5 separate regions of the Mus musculus genome follow, and regions 1, 2, 3 and 5 are each linked to region 4. A link is a contact called in public Hi-C and promoter capture Hi-C data. All regions are on one chromosome and are shown on one strand. Each heading gives the region's core, a stretch centred on a gene start, on an enhancer-like site or on the middle of the called end of the contact. The rest is flanking DNA. Distances are from core to core; before and after follow the strand shown.

Region 1 (2,700 bases), core at 52-2,551, 4.1 Mb after region 4:
TTCTTTGGGGCACTGAGGCAGATGTGTCGAGTTTTGATTTATTCATCCAACCATATAAAGGGTATCAACTGTATGAGTACCAAACGTTTAACTGGGTGCTTAGGGGTTCTACTGGAAGCAAAAGGAGCATATGGTCCACTTATGGTCTATATGGATTATAATTTTAGGTTTATCAATGTATTATATAGACATTATTACATTTGTCATGGATACAGATAGTATCTACTGTCTACCTTGAGTCCCTCTATCATTATTCTGTCAGTGCACACACAGAGAACTGGTTCCTAATTCTTTGGTGTTTGACTTATGGGTCAGCTACTGAATACACCCATCATGTTCACAGTGCATGCAAAGTGCAGCAGCTTCCTAACCACTCTTACAGTGAGGTGTGGGCACGTGTGCTGGATAGTTTTGTGTCAGCTTGACACAAACTGAAGATATCTGAGATGAGGGAAGCTCAATTAAGAAAAATACCTCCATACCATCAGGTGGCAGGTAGGCCAGTAAGGCACTTTCTTAATCAGTGATTGATGAGGGAGGGTCCATCCCATTGTGGGTGGTGTCACCTCTGGGCTGGTAGCTCTAGGTTTTACAGAACCTGGTAAGCTGACCAAATCATGAGGAGTAAGCCAGTAAGCAGCACCCCTCCATGGCCTCTGCATCAGTTCCTGCCTCCAAGTTCCTGCCCTGTTCTTTAGATGATGAACAATCATATAGAAGTGTTAGCCCTTTTCTCCCCAGCTTGCTTTTTTGGTCATGGTGTTTCATCGCTGCAATAGAAACCCTAAGATAGCAAGCACATTAGAACGTCCTCGGCAAGAGTCTGGTGTCCGTACCCTAGACAGGCTGACAGGGATTACTTGGAGGCAACCCAAGTTCCAGGTCCTGCTCTTCCTCACGCGCAACCAGCATCAAAGGGAGCTTTGCTGGGTGGTCTCCTCCAAGGAGCCACGGGGGTGGCCAACCCACAAGCCCACAGTTTCATCCTCTTTCTGGCCCACGGCCCCTCTGAACAAACACTCCACCCAATCCCACCCGCAACCTCCCAGAGCGGACAAGCAGCCAGGTTCCGGGGCCCAAGTGGCCACCGCCCCTTCGCTCCGCCCCCTATGCGGGTCACCGCCCCGAGCCGACGCCTGCCCTGGGCGCTGCTCCTCCTCCTCCTGGCTATCCCTGGCCCATTGAGTTAGGGAACGCGAGTGGGAGCTGCACGCGTTCCTCTAGGTCCTTACCACCTCCTCCACATCCATCGAGGCTCCGCTGCAGACACCGTTACCCAAACAGCAAGCGCCGCTTCCGGGAGAGACGGGGAGAGCGCTCCGGTCGGAAACACAGCCTCTGCCTTTGCGTTCCAGGAGTCTTCTGTGCTGCCCTTGTGGGACTCAAGACCCAGGTTTCTGGCAGGCAGTACAGGACCAGGACCAGGCCCCAGTGACAGAGCTCAGACCTACGAGGATTTTCTGTGGTTTTGTTTTTGTGGCTCTGGCTTTCCCGGAACTCAGCTCAGGAGACTACACTGGCCTTGAACCCCACCTGCCTCTGCTTCCTGAGAGCTGGGATTAAAGGCGTGTGCCATGACTTCCGGCTTCTGGGTTTTACAAAATGTGTTCTCAGTGTTTGAACACAGGTTGTTGAACTAGAACTGGTTGTCTATTTGAAATTTTTTTTAACTTCCCAGATCCTAGGAACCAAACCCTCCTAGTGCATGCTCGCCAAGAACTCCACACCACTGAACATCCCCAGACCAAGATTTCTAGTCATAACTCTATTTCTTTCTTGTACCTTCACCTCCTCCTGTGTAAAAAATATATGTTTGCCTATGAATATAATTATGTCTCGTTTAATAAATTCTTAATACATTTATCTCTTGTTCCCTCGTTGAACACACTAATCCCCTGCTTCATTCCATAAACTAAAGTTGTTTTAGATTTTCCTGTGAACAAAATAAGTCTCCACCTTTGTGAACATTTATATCTGTTTATTTAATTGTTTTTGCTTATTTGTTTCCAGACAGGGTTTGTCTGAGTAGTCCTGTCTGTGTTGGAACTCACTTTGTAGATCAGGCTGGCCTTGAAGTCAGAGACATGTGTTTGCCTTTGCCTCCTGAGTGCTGGGATTAAAGGCCTGTGCCACCAGAGCCTGACATTTGTTTTAGATACTAAAAATTCTTTCCAGGGGCAGTAGAGAAGAGCTGAGATGGATTTCAGATGATAAGGTCCCCAGCAGGGTAGGCTGGGATATGTCAAGGATCCTGCAGCACTCTGGAGAACAAAGGAAACTCTTGATATTATAGATGTTAGAGGGAAAGGATCTCCAAGCCCAGAGGAGAGGGGGTCTCTGCAATTTGCAAATTAATGAAGGTACTAAAAATAAAGGGTCATAATTTAGAAAGCTAAACCTATTTTGCCTCCTCCCACCTTGGGACTACTACGTGCTAGGAGTTTAGTAGTTTACAGAGGTACTAAATAAAGTGAGGCTAATTGACTTTAATATCAATACTATGGTAGGAAGAGACAAAAATAAGAAAATCATGGGTTTGGAGAGATGGTTCAGCAGCTAAGAGAGCACTGGCATCTCTTGTAAGATTTCAGTTTGATTCCCAGCACCCACATGGCAGCTCACAACTATCTGTACTCTAGTTCCTGGGGATCAGGTGCCATTATCTACTGACGTGGGTACCAGGCACAGACATGGTGTACA
Region 2 (2,700 bases), core at 193-2,692, 3.9 Mb after region 4:
GTCCGTGCATGTATAGGCAAGTGCCCAAGGTCAGAGTTGCCTTGGTGAGAGGAGCTCACCAGCAGATGGGAAGCAGTCCAACAGGGGTAACTCATAACAGAACCTGGGTCTTCCGCCCAAGCAGGAAGTGTGTTAACCAGAGCGGAGACTGGAGTCAGTCATCTATCCCTCCAGCCCCGCTTCAGGGCAAAAGATAGAGAGCCAGGAACCAGTTCTGGATCTAAGTGAATTATGGGTATTTCATGCCAACTCACCAAGTTCTCATTGACTATGCCATCACTCGCTGCAAAGAAAGCCAGAACGTGAGATATAAAATGTCTCTCATCGGGTTTCAGAGCTTCCCAGTGCTGAATATCCTTGGAAAGGTCCACCTGAAGTTTAGAAGTTCACGATTAGCAGGTCTGTAGGTCTCTCTCTCTTTCTCTCTCTCATACACACACACTTTAAAACTGAAGTCCCCCAAACCATCTCATTACCGAATTCTTCACATCCATTATTCCCTTTGTTTCAGGGAACACCCAATATCTCAGTGAGCTACCATTCCCAAGGGCAAAAAGTTGTGACGGCCATGCGGGAGCCTTCTGACACACAGCAAGTCCTGAACGATTACCTCCTCGGCAGTCCAAAAGGAGGCCTCGGCTTTCTTGTACATCTGCCAGATATCATGGTACTCGATGGGAAAGACAACGAAGCGGCGGGGGTTTTCTCTCAGTAACGGCTCATCCTCAACGCTGGGGTTAGTAGGCGCTTTACTTTCCTGTTGGATGAGAGAGAGTGCCAAGTGAACCAACCCCCAAATGCCAACCGAACCGCAGGAAACTGCTAGCCAGTGTCTCATCAGATCGAGTACTTTCAACGATTGGTAATCTCGTGTGCTTAGCTGTCACGCTGCACTCTACTATTACCATAGGCCGACCCGAGTAGGACATTCTGAGGAGACACTTTGGCGGGAAAGAAGAGTCAAATAATTCAGCTGGGACAATGCAGATTTAGCGCCAACGAGCGGGCGCCCTCTACTGGGAGCCTAAGCGACCCACCTCAGCCCCACACGGGCCACTCACCAGCTCGGCGGAGTCCTGGAAGATTCTCCTCGCAGCTTTGCTGGCCAGGACGCGGGTGCTGCTGAGAGTCGGGGGCTGTAGGGGGACACGCGTGGTGAATGGCGGTAGGCACCCTCCACCCTCCCGGGTCCGGGAACCCACGACCTGCCAGTGCACATCCAACCCAGCCGGCACCTGGGCCGCCCTCACCGTGTTCTCCTTGTCAGCCAGGGTGAGTCGCTTCAGCGGCGACAACTGCAGCTGCTGCTGGTCAGCGATGGTGGCGAGCGGGGTGCGGACGGAGAGCATGGCGAACGAGGGCAGCGGCGGAGACGGCGAGGAGCAGGCGAAAACAGCTGGAATCCGGTGCACCGCCGACTGCCAGCGCCCGCGCCCTTTAAAGAGCCACCCAACCGCGCGCTCCGAGGGGGCGTGGCCTCGCCTCCCATTGGACGCCGCTGACCCCGCTCGCCGCCCAGCGCGGGAGATTTGAGTTGCGCCGCAGGCCTTCCGCACAAAGACCTTTAAGGAGCCTGCGCCGGCCGGGTGCGCGGGCGCTCGCGGGGCCGGAACCGGTTAGGATTGCGAGAGCCTTGGGGATTGAGCGCGCAGGGGGTCGCCGGGCGGGCGTTGCCGCTGAGGTTGGTGCCAAGGGTGGAGTGACGCTGCTGGCCTCTGGGACACGTCGCCTTGACTGTCTTCATGTCCCAAGTAGAGGGGTGCGGGGGACCCTGGTTTCTTAAAGAGATTCGGGGTCCCGAGCAATCGCACCGGCCTTGTGGGATTAAGGGGGTCCTCAAACTAGGGTTCCCTAAAAAGCTGTCTTCAAACTCATGAAGGGGTACGGATGCAGCCTTGGGTTCCTTTTCTACCCTGCCCCTCCTGTCAGACCCCTGTCCCCTCTGTCCCAATTAGTTTAAAAGCTGCCAGACGATTACAAATTCCAGGAAGCTCACAGGATGGTGACGAGTCATACATTCATTTTACGACTCTGGGCGTCCAGTAGTCTAAAGACGAATCTGCAAATTCCTGTGGTGAGGGTGGAGACAAGAACTCAAGTTTCCATCTTTCTGATTTGCCCTACGGGGTCCAAGATACCAGAGATAAAGCGCTGAGATGGGACACTGAGATCCCGGGGAAAAACGTGGAACCTGGGAAGGCTCCACTGACTCTCCCAGGTCAAATATTTTAAAAGAGGACGAGGGGAGGCTCCCCTCTGCTTGTGTCCTAAGTTCTCTCACTGTAGATGCTGTAAAAAATCTCTGAACACCATGTGGCAGCTCAAAGTTAAAGCAGGCGGCATCCACCGCTGCACAATTTATTGATGCTGGGGACAAAACCCAGGACTTCTTCCATGCTAAGCTAACTGGGCCATATCGATAAATATTTTAAATCACCTCTAGCAAAATTGTCAGTTCTTTTTTTTAACATATAATTTCTAATTCACATTCCATTCCTCCGTTATCCGAGGGGTTTGCCTTTGGCTCCTCTAGCTCCTGGTGTACTCAGTACAAATGAGGTCTGGCTACTAAAATAACACTCGACCACTGAGGGAAGGAGAAGGTCGCCGCCATTCTCTTCTCCCTGCTCACAACCTCCTCCAAACGCCTCTTCCTCCCGCCAAGCAGGCTGAGCTTAGTGGGCAGCCCCGCCTAGGTTC
Region 3 (2,700 bases), core at 146-2,645, 4.1 Mb after region 4:
CCCCGCAAGCAAGCCTTTGGGTCCTGAGGCCGATAGAGATGGCGGTTCCGGTTCCGTGGTGAGAGTCTCTGGTGTACTGCTGAGCTATTATTAATAGTCTAATAGCCACTTCCAGAAGACTCTGACAGCAGTTGGCTCGCTCAACAGTCGTAATGCTAGTTTTTCAAGCTTCCCTTCTCCCATCCCATCCAACATTGGTACAAGCATCAGAAAATAAATATTTTCCAAGTGGCTTTATGTCTGCAATTACCCTGAAGGCATTTTATATTTCCAAAGTATGCCTAAGGCCAAGAGGCTGGCACTGGGACTTTTGCCTAGTCAGTAAGTAGAGAAATAAACACATGAACAATTGCAGCCCACTTCTTCAAGAAGAGCAAGTTGTTGCTCCGGCCCTGAAGGTTCATGGGTGTTTTCAAATGAGCCTCAGACCTTCAAGAGTTATAGGTCAGGATTCTAAAAGGAAAGCCGAGCACTACCTGAACTTCATTTTCTACAAGACAAGATTAATCTCTTACTGATTCCACACTCAGCTAACCTTCATCAGAAAACAAGCATGAGAAAAATCCACCCTTAACAAGTTAACTATGAAACCAATTCTTCACTCCAGATTTACTGAGCCGAGATAAGACAGACTTGATCTTTCAGAACATCTTCATATTTATAGAAAAGTTGCGAGTAAAATCGAGAACTGCCCCCACACAAGTCCTGCCAACGTCTGATCACATCTTACATCATCACTGAACATTTCTCGCTGCTTTCTTATGTCCCAAACTCTAAAAAGCAATCCCGATTCGACAGTGGTCTCTAACTTTATCACCCTGCGTGCAGTTTCTTCCTCTTGATATTCCCAAACGGCAAAAATAGTCTTCTGTAATTACCATCGGTGATGCAAGGGCCCAAGAACACCCACAGCAGATTTCTCACACAGCAGCCGGAGTGAAGAAAACGCGCGGGCAGCGGACACTTCAACCTTCCCCTAGATCTCTCGCTCCGGCAGCTCCGCAGGTGACAGGAGGCTGCCCAGGGTCCACCCGTCCCCACCGGTCCATGAGCGCGGGGCCCGGGAGCCCGGGAGCCCTTAGACGACAGGCCGAGTGTCCCCCCCCACCCCCTAGCCTCGCCCCACCCAGCCTGTCCTCCCAGCTCCCGGAACCCGCGCCGTCGCCGCGGCAGGTGCGGTGGCCCCCGGGCCCTGGCCGGACTCGCGCCCGCGCCTCACTCACTTGTCGTACTCCTGTGTCATCGCGCTCGCTCGCCGCTGCCGGGCCGCAGAACTGGACTTTCGGGTTGGGACAGTACACCCGATCCGGGGGGAGGAGGCGGCGGCGGGCGGCGCGCGGCGGCAGGCGGTGGGTCCGGAGCGGCGGCCCCGACGGGTTGGGTTCGCTTTTCTCGCTCTGAGCCGGCTCGGCGCGGGCTGCGCGCACTGGGCGCTGGGCTCGGCCTCCCATTGGCTGGCGGAGCTCCGGCCCAAGGCGGAGCTTCTGGAACTGGGAGGAGGGAGCTCCTCCTGATTGGTGAGATGGAGCTCTGGGGAGGAGCCTGGGGGCGGACCGGAGGGCGGGGGCCACGCGGTGCTCGGCGGTGCTCAGCGGCGCTGGGGAGCTTGCGCGCGGCTGGCCCCGGTGGCGCCGGCCGGTAGTGCCGCCGGCGCCGAGAGGCTTCGGCGCACACCCGCGTGGGCGCGTTTCACCTTCCAGTTCTCTCTCGCGGTCAGTTCTCCGGCCCCAAGGCCTCTGCCTGGGAAATACCTAGGGAATTTCTTTGCAGCTGTGCAGGTTTGGAGGTTTCCTTCTGGTTCATCTCTCAGTGCCCACCATGTGACAGTCGCCAATCTGCACAGCCTCTTAATAACCCACGTTTCCCCGGCCAGCGGTCCCTGTTTATTGGGCACCTATCAAGTGTCAAAAGCATCACTCTAAGACACCTTCCCAAGCCCCAGAGGTCCCCACCAGCCTCCTGAGGGCATCTGAACTTGCTTGGCTCTTCATCTGCCCAGCGCTATATTTGGACTTTAGCATCCTCAACCCCTACCTACTACCTGTGTGGTCTTTCTGTTTGGCCAGCTCCAGATTGGCTTCCACTTTTTCCTCCCATATCCTAACCCCTTTTTAAACCATTTTCCTATGGGTCGGTTTCTTTAACCTCAGCCTCAGGCCTACAACAGTAGAGACAGGGACCTAGACAGAGAGGACAAGGCAGAGACAGAGCAGGCAAATTTTCCTGCCTCCTAGAGCGTCCTACTTTGAGAGTCACGGTGACTCCTTTGGTGTGCGGAGAGAGATGGCACTCTTTGCAGGTGGATGGGGAAAGTAGAGTGGAGCTCTCTGGGTTTAAAGATGTAGATGGCGAGGGGGTGGGCATAAGGGTGAAGGCACAGCTATAGACCGTGATAGAGGAGACACGAGTGTGTCCACTGAGGAGCTAGGAAAGCAGTGTGGCCAGAGAGTAACTGGGCACTGGTGCAAACTGTAGAGCCCCGCGGGTTTCTGTAAGGCCTTAAGTGAGGAAGCTTTGAAGGACTTGCGGTAGGGCATAGACAGACTTCACTCGTGTTTTCAAATAATCTGGTCACTGAATGGTAGGGAATCAGCAGGAGGCAATTTCAAAAGAGACAAGCAAAAGATAAATAGTAGCCAGAAGCATGACCCGGGGTGATGGGACACTGAGAAGGGTTTGAATTCTAGATGCCTCTGTGTT
Region 4 (2,700 bases), core at 121-2,620:
CTTCTAGGCTAAAACAGGCTATTCAACTACATGTGAATCAGGTGTGCTTGTATTGCCTGTCTAGAGCAGAGCCTCACAGGGCACATGAAGTTAGGGTGACAGTCAGCAGTGGTGGGCATTTCTTCAGTAAACATTGCTTTGATGAGTTTGTTGTTTCCCATCCTCAGATCTTTCTGACTTACTGTTCCTAATCTGTCTGTCTGTCTCTTTTTTTCTGACAATGCCCTGACTAAAGGAAATTGCTCCACTATAGAGAGTGCTCTCCCAGGGCTGTCTTCATTCTTTTTTTTTTTTTTTTTCTCCCTTTTGGTTTTTCCAGACAAGGTTTCTCTATGTAGCCCTGGCTGTCCTGTAGACCAGGCTGGCCTCAAACTCAGAGATCTGTCTGCCTCTGCCTCTCCCTCTCGAGTGTTGAGATTAAAGGTTCATTCTGTTTTAGTGTTTCTCACTGACCTGGCTTCCTTGCTCTCCCCACCTTTTAGGGCTTAACTGTCCCTGTTTTGCAGGTAGCCCAGGCAGGCAGAAGCCTGGCCTTCTACAGCTAACCCCACCGTCAGCTTCCGTTATTGGTACTCTCTGAAAATGGATTTTTTTTTTTTTTTTTTTTTTTTGAGACAGGGTCTCTATTGCAGCTCTGGCACTCGCAGACCAAGCCTGCCTTCACAGTGATCCCCGCCTCTGAATCCTGAGAAAAGGCATGAGCCACCATATTTAGCATTCTCGGCAGATGTTCAACAGGGCAGCTTCATACTTGTGAAGACAGGGGTTCCTGGACATGTTCTAGAATCGTCTGCTGTACCAAGCAATATACGTAAAAACCAGGAATTAATGACTATTAATTAACACTACCTCACTAATTTGATTCCCTATAGGAAGAGCTGAACACAAGTCTGATTCCCGCCCCAACCCCGTACCTCATTTTTTGATACATGGTTTGTATACGTAGCCCTGTCTGTCCCAGAACTCTCTTTGTAGACCAGGCTGGCCCCAAACTCAAGAGATCCGCCTGCCTCTGCCTCCCGAGTGCTGGGATTACAGGCGTGCGCCACCACCATGCTGATTCCCTTTCATTGTGTTAGCAGGAAACGCGGAGAAAGCTGGGGACTAATGAAACATTTGAAACGTCCCATCTTCGTGGGGAAGGAAGCTGCTTTCTTTCTTTTTCCTAGGGCCGTCCGGCCGCCACCACTCTGCCCAGGTCTCCAACTAGGGGAGCGGAGAATTTTCACCAACGGAGCCGAACGCTGACGACTACCGGGAACAAGCGAAACCGGCACGCTCATCCTCCCGCATTAGTTCCCAGTAGGGAACTATTTTCCGGTACACTCTAGGCGGTCCAACTCTTTTCAGAAGAGCTTCCGGTTTCCACCCACCTACTTCCGCTGTCCCCACCTCTTTTCTTCCGCCACCCGGATATGAGCCGTTCTCGCGAGAGCCGTCCCTCTTTCTAAGCCGGCGATCCGTCAGGTAGGTTCGCGGGCCGCAATGTGGCCGCGGTTTTTCGCAGAGTTTGGGGGAACAGACTCTTGGGGGGCGTCCGGGGCGGCAGAGCCTGCTCCCCGGGGTGGGATGCAGCGGATTATCCGCCTTGCGCCCGTAGATGGCCCCGGCTTTGGCGGCCCGCGCCCCAGGTGACCGGTGGCACCTTCCTCCCCTCAGGGTGAAGCCATGTTCAGCTCGAGCGCCAAGATCGTGAAGCCCAATGGCGAGAAGCCGGACGAGTTCGAGTCTGGCATCTCTCAGGTGAGCTTGTCGCCCGGGTGCCCCCCGCGATCGCGCTTGACCTCAGGGTCCCCTGACCCCCGGCATGGCGCCCACGTTCTCTGTCTCCCCAGGCGCTGCTCGAGCTGGAGATGAACTCCGATCTCAAGGCGCAGCTGCGGGAACTCAACATCACCGCAGCCAAGGTGAGCGGGGACCCCGGAGTGCGCTCGCTCGCTGCCCACGGGTGGTTGACAGCCTCTATTCCCGGGGCAAGAGACGGGAGGGCAGCAGACAGGGACTTCCAGTGCAGGCCAGTCTCACGCTTAAGTCCGTGCTGCCTTCTGCACTTGATTGCTGGACTTTTTTTTTTTTTTTTTTCTTTCCCCACTGACATTAACCTTAACTTTTTGGAAGTGTTTAGACCCAGTACCACTCGGTTGAGGATCAGTGGGTGTTTCTGAGTTTGGCGTTTGACAGGTGTTTCGTTTTTGTAAGTTAGTATTTTGCTTCTGTTAATGTACATGCACCTTGCGTGTTCCTGAAACTTGAATTACAAATGCTTGTGAGTGCTGGGAACTGAACCTGGGTCCTGTGCCCTGAACTACCACTGCTCAGCCACCCAGGGAGAGTGTTAATTTTATTGAGTTTTTTGGTCAATTTCATAGTGTTGGAAAGTTTTGAATTTGGAGAAGAGCCTTACATCAGAGATACCCAGGCCATGGTGAATTTAAAGTTGACCTTTCTAGATGGTTCAATCATGTTGGGAGATCCTGAGGTGGCACATGGCCAGAGTCATGGTCTGATCAGACTCACCAGACAGAATCTCTTCTAACCTAGGCTGGTCTCCCGACTTGGATTGTAGTTGAGGCTAGCCTTGAACTCCGTCCTCCTGCCTCTACCTCTCCAGTGCTAGGATGATGGACATATGGACATAGCTCTCTGCTGGCCTTTTGGTGTCTCTTGTAGAGTCACCGGGATTGTGCGATGGAGGCTCCA
Region 5 (2,700 bases), core at 71-2,570, 3.8 Mb after region 4:
TGTGTAAGCTGTGTGGAGAACAGGTATTTCACTATTAATCGAAAAGTTATGAGAGGAATAAAGGAAAGAAGTCAGATCAGAACACTGAGCAGGACGGTTTAACCCTCCTTTGAGGTAACTCAGTATATTTTATTTTAAACAGTGAAGCACAAAGCCTGGAGCACACAGTGTTCAGCTCAGGTGTCACCTCCAGCTCAAGTCCAGAGAGGAATCTTGTGTTTTACATGCAAACCTTAAGATACCACTAGCAGCTACTCAAGCTGAGCCCATAGCCCTTGGAAGTGCAAACACCTCCAGATCAGAAATAATGTTAGGCTGAATTTCCAAAGTCAATTTCCTTCAGTACTGGAGCTAGACCAGCTATCTAACCATACCCCACCAACAACTTTCCCAGACCTTTCTCAGGACATACTTCCAAAGTTCCTTTGCTCAATAAAAATGGCGCTGCTTTCTCCATCCCAATGCTGTTTATTTCAGTAATCCTGAGGCCCTTTAAACAATCAAATTCGACTGGCCTCATTTAAATGCCAGCCTTCCCTAGTGTCAAAAGCTTCTCTGGGGGTAGGGTGAGGGGGTAGGATGGCTGCTCCTATCCACAGCTGCAACTTTTTCACCAGAAACCCTAGCATCGTGAAGTCACGTTGACTTCTCTTCATAACCTGTCTTCCCCCAAACTGTTGCCTCTCCGTCTATTGAGCCACACTTCAATGCAAACTGTCCCCAAGTGCAGAAGAGCTTAAGCCTCGTCCATCCACGCCGTGTCCTGGGCACTCGGCACCCAAACCATTCTTAGTCTCCCGATAACCCGCAGCAGTGCCAGGTCCACCGGTCCCGGGACTCCCGGGTCCGACGCCCGGTGGCCCGGCAGCGACAGCATGCACGCGCGCACGTCTGTCTAGCCCTCCCCGGCGGGCTGTCGCCGAGCCTCCGCCCGCGCCCACCCCCGCCCGGGCGGCGATGGGAGGCTGGGTGGGCACAGAGGCACCAGCCGGAGCGACAGCCGAGGGGACAAGGCCAGCCGCGCGCCCCCGCCCCGCCGGGCGCCGGGCACGGCGGTCCCGGCCCCAGCCCCCACCCTGCTCCCGCCCGGGTGGCACCGCGGCCGGCAGAGGCGGCCAGGGCACGACGCCCCGGACGCCGGTACCTGATCGATGGGCAGTTGCACGGCGTTGCTGAGGGGCTGCAGCAGGGTGGAGCCCGTGGTGCTGGTGGTGGCCATGGCCGGGCCTCGGCGCTGCGTCCGCTCGCTCCGGCCAGGCGCCGCTTGCTTGCTTGCTCGCTCTGTGCCGAGCTACGCCGAGGATGGGGATGCAGCGGCGCGCCCGCCCCTCGGCCGCCCGCGGTCGGAGCAGCCGCGCGGGGAGGGGCAGTGGGCGGAGTTAGTGGCCCCGCCCACTGCTGGGCGCCCCGCCCACCCAGCCGCGCGGCCCCCTCACGCCGCCGGGCGGCCCGATTTCCAGCAGCTTCCAGAGCCCCCTCCCCACCTCGCGCACTCGTGCGCCAGACAGCTCCGCGGTCCAATGGCGTCGCGGCGCCCCGACTCCCACAGCCAATCAGAGGACGCTGGCCTCGCCGCGCCCCTCCTCCGTGCTGAGGACCCCAGCGAGGGGCTGAGGCTCGACCATGGCTGTCGCCCGAGGGCGACCGAGAGTCAGGCTAGCTGGTGGGGGCGTGTGAGGGCGGCTTTGCCTCCGCCTCTGCTCACTTCCTTTCTCAGGAATGGTGGGCGCCGTCCCCACCCCTCACTGGCAGTGACGGTGGACAACAAAGGGGCTCGGGGTGGCGGCCAGACAAAGAGTTGCAGCGCCGGGGGAAGTTGGGAACAAAGGTAGGGGGCTGGGAGCTTCAGGGAGACGCGCTACAAGAACCCCAAAGCAGAAAGTGCCTTTGTCTCCTGGGCTGCCCAAACTTGCGGAAAGCCGGGTGGTCCTACCTCACCCGCCGCCCACCTGGGCCTGATCGGCCGCGCTGGGACGATGCCCTCACCGCGCATCCAGCTGAGAGGGAAACAGGTCGGACCTGGGCAGCGCCCGAGGGAAAGCCTGGGTAGCCAGCGGCCGGCATGTAAAGGCCCCGCCTCCTCAAAGGAAAGGCTGCTGGTAAGCATCCCTTCGTGCCTGCGAGCCTCTCTGCCAGATGTGAATTCTGCTGTGTCCACACCTCCATTCCAGGAGGGCAGTTAGTGTGTCAGCCCTACAAATGTGATCTCTTACCCTTTAAACTAGCCATGGGAACACCTGGAAAATGCCAGCATCGTCCTCTCAAAATCCAAGGATTTGGAAACTAATATTTAAAGGGGGGCGGGGGTTTAAATGTGCTGCTAACACTGCTTTTAAAGGTAGACTTATGTGAGTCCCCACAACAACCATGTGAGGCAGGTATTGTAACCACCCTCAATCTAGCAAGGAAATTGAATTCCAGAAAAATTACATAACTTAACCAAGAGCTAAATAACAGTGTGTGGGGGGGGGGGGGGCCTGAGATCCAACTAATTTAGCCCCAGTTTTGACCTCTTAAAGACAAGGCCCTCTTCATTCTCAGGTTTAACACCCACTCCAGAATAGCCATCAACTACTAGGTACAGCACTTCCTCAAGGACCACTCTAGAGGCTTCAGTAGTAAGAGCGGGCAAGTAGTGCTTCAGGAAACCTGGCTGTGGACTCAGCTCTCTCTGAAAAGGGGGTTATTGAATTTAGTTGG

What was found. Promoter capture Hi-C pulls out the DNA fragments that hold promoters and counts their contacts. Hi-C and Micro-C count contacts between places; a contact is called where the count stands out from the background.
Region 1: a contact with region 4 is called in a Hi-C map of B cells, with 6 read pairs. The contact joins the promoter of Taf1b here to the promoter of Rps7 in region 4. A contact is called at or near these places in 1 of 39 promoter capture datasets (pre-B cells) and 1 of 484 Hi-C or Micro-C datasets (B cells).
Region 2: a Hi-C map of B cells shows a contact between it and region 4, with 6 read pairs. The contact joins the promoter of Rrm2 here to the promoter of Rps7 in region 4. A contact is called at or near these places in 3 of 484 Hi-C or Micro-C datasets (B cells, the G1E-ER4 cell line and muscle stem cells).
Region 3: a promoter capture Hi-C map of pre-B cells shows a contact between it and region 4. The contact joins the promoter of Grhl1 here to the promoter of Rps7 in region 4. A contact is called at or near these places in 3 of 39 promoter capture datasets (cranial neural crest, maxillary cranial neural crest and pre-B cells).
Region 5: a contact with region 4 is called in a Hi-C map of uterus, with 9 times the contacts expected there. The contact joins the promoter of Mboat2 here to the promoter of Rps7 in region 4. A contact is called at or near these places in 2 of 39 promoter capture datasets (cranial neural crest and pre-B cells) and 1 of 484 Hi-C or Micro-C datasets (uterus).

Annotation. Positions count from the first base shown.
Region 1 is chr12:24,497,182-24,499,881 of GRCm38.p6, reverse strand. It overlaps Taf1b (TATA-box binding protein associated factor, RNA polymerase I, B), which reads right to left and starts at 1,301. Exons shown (of 15, transcript NM_020614.2): 1 at 1,233-1,301. The coding sequence starts at 1,250.
Region 2 is chr12:24,706,996-24,709,695 of GRCm38.p6, reverse strand. Rrm2 (ribonucleotide reductase M2) reads right to left here and starts at 1,442. Exons shown (of 10, transcript NM_009104.2): 1 at 1,251-1,442; 2 at 1,062-1,136; 3 at 611-757; 4 at 255-371. The coding sequence starts at 1,349.
Region 3 is chr12:24,570,982-24,573,681 of GRCm38.p6, reverse strand. It overlaps Grhl1 (grainyhead like transcription factor 1), which reads right to left and starts at 1,395. Exons shown (of 16, transcript NM_001161406.1): 1 at 1,224-1,395. The coding sequence starts at 1,243.
Region 4 is chr12:28,634,623-28,637,322 of GRCm38.p6, reverse strand. Rps7 (ribosomal protein S7) reads left to right here and starts at 1,370. Exons shown (of 7, transcript NM_011300.3): 1 at 1,370-1,467; 2 at 1,660-1,743; 3 at 1,836-1,907. The coding sequence starts at 1,669.
Region 5 is chr12:24,830,219-24,832,918 of GRCm38.p6, reverse strand. It overlaps Mboat2 (membrane bound O-acyltransferase domain containing 2), which reads right to left and starts at 1,320. Exons shown (of 13, transcript NM_026037.3): 1 at 1,145-1,320. The coding sequence starts at 1,219. It overlaps 2900060N12Rik (RIKEN cDNA 2900060N12 gene), which reads left to right and starts at 1,602. Exons shown (of 3, transcript NR_166876.1): 1 at 1,602-2,099.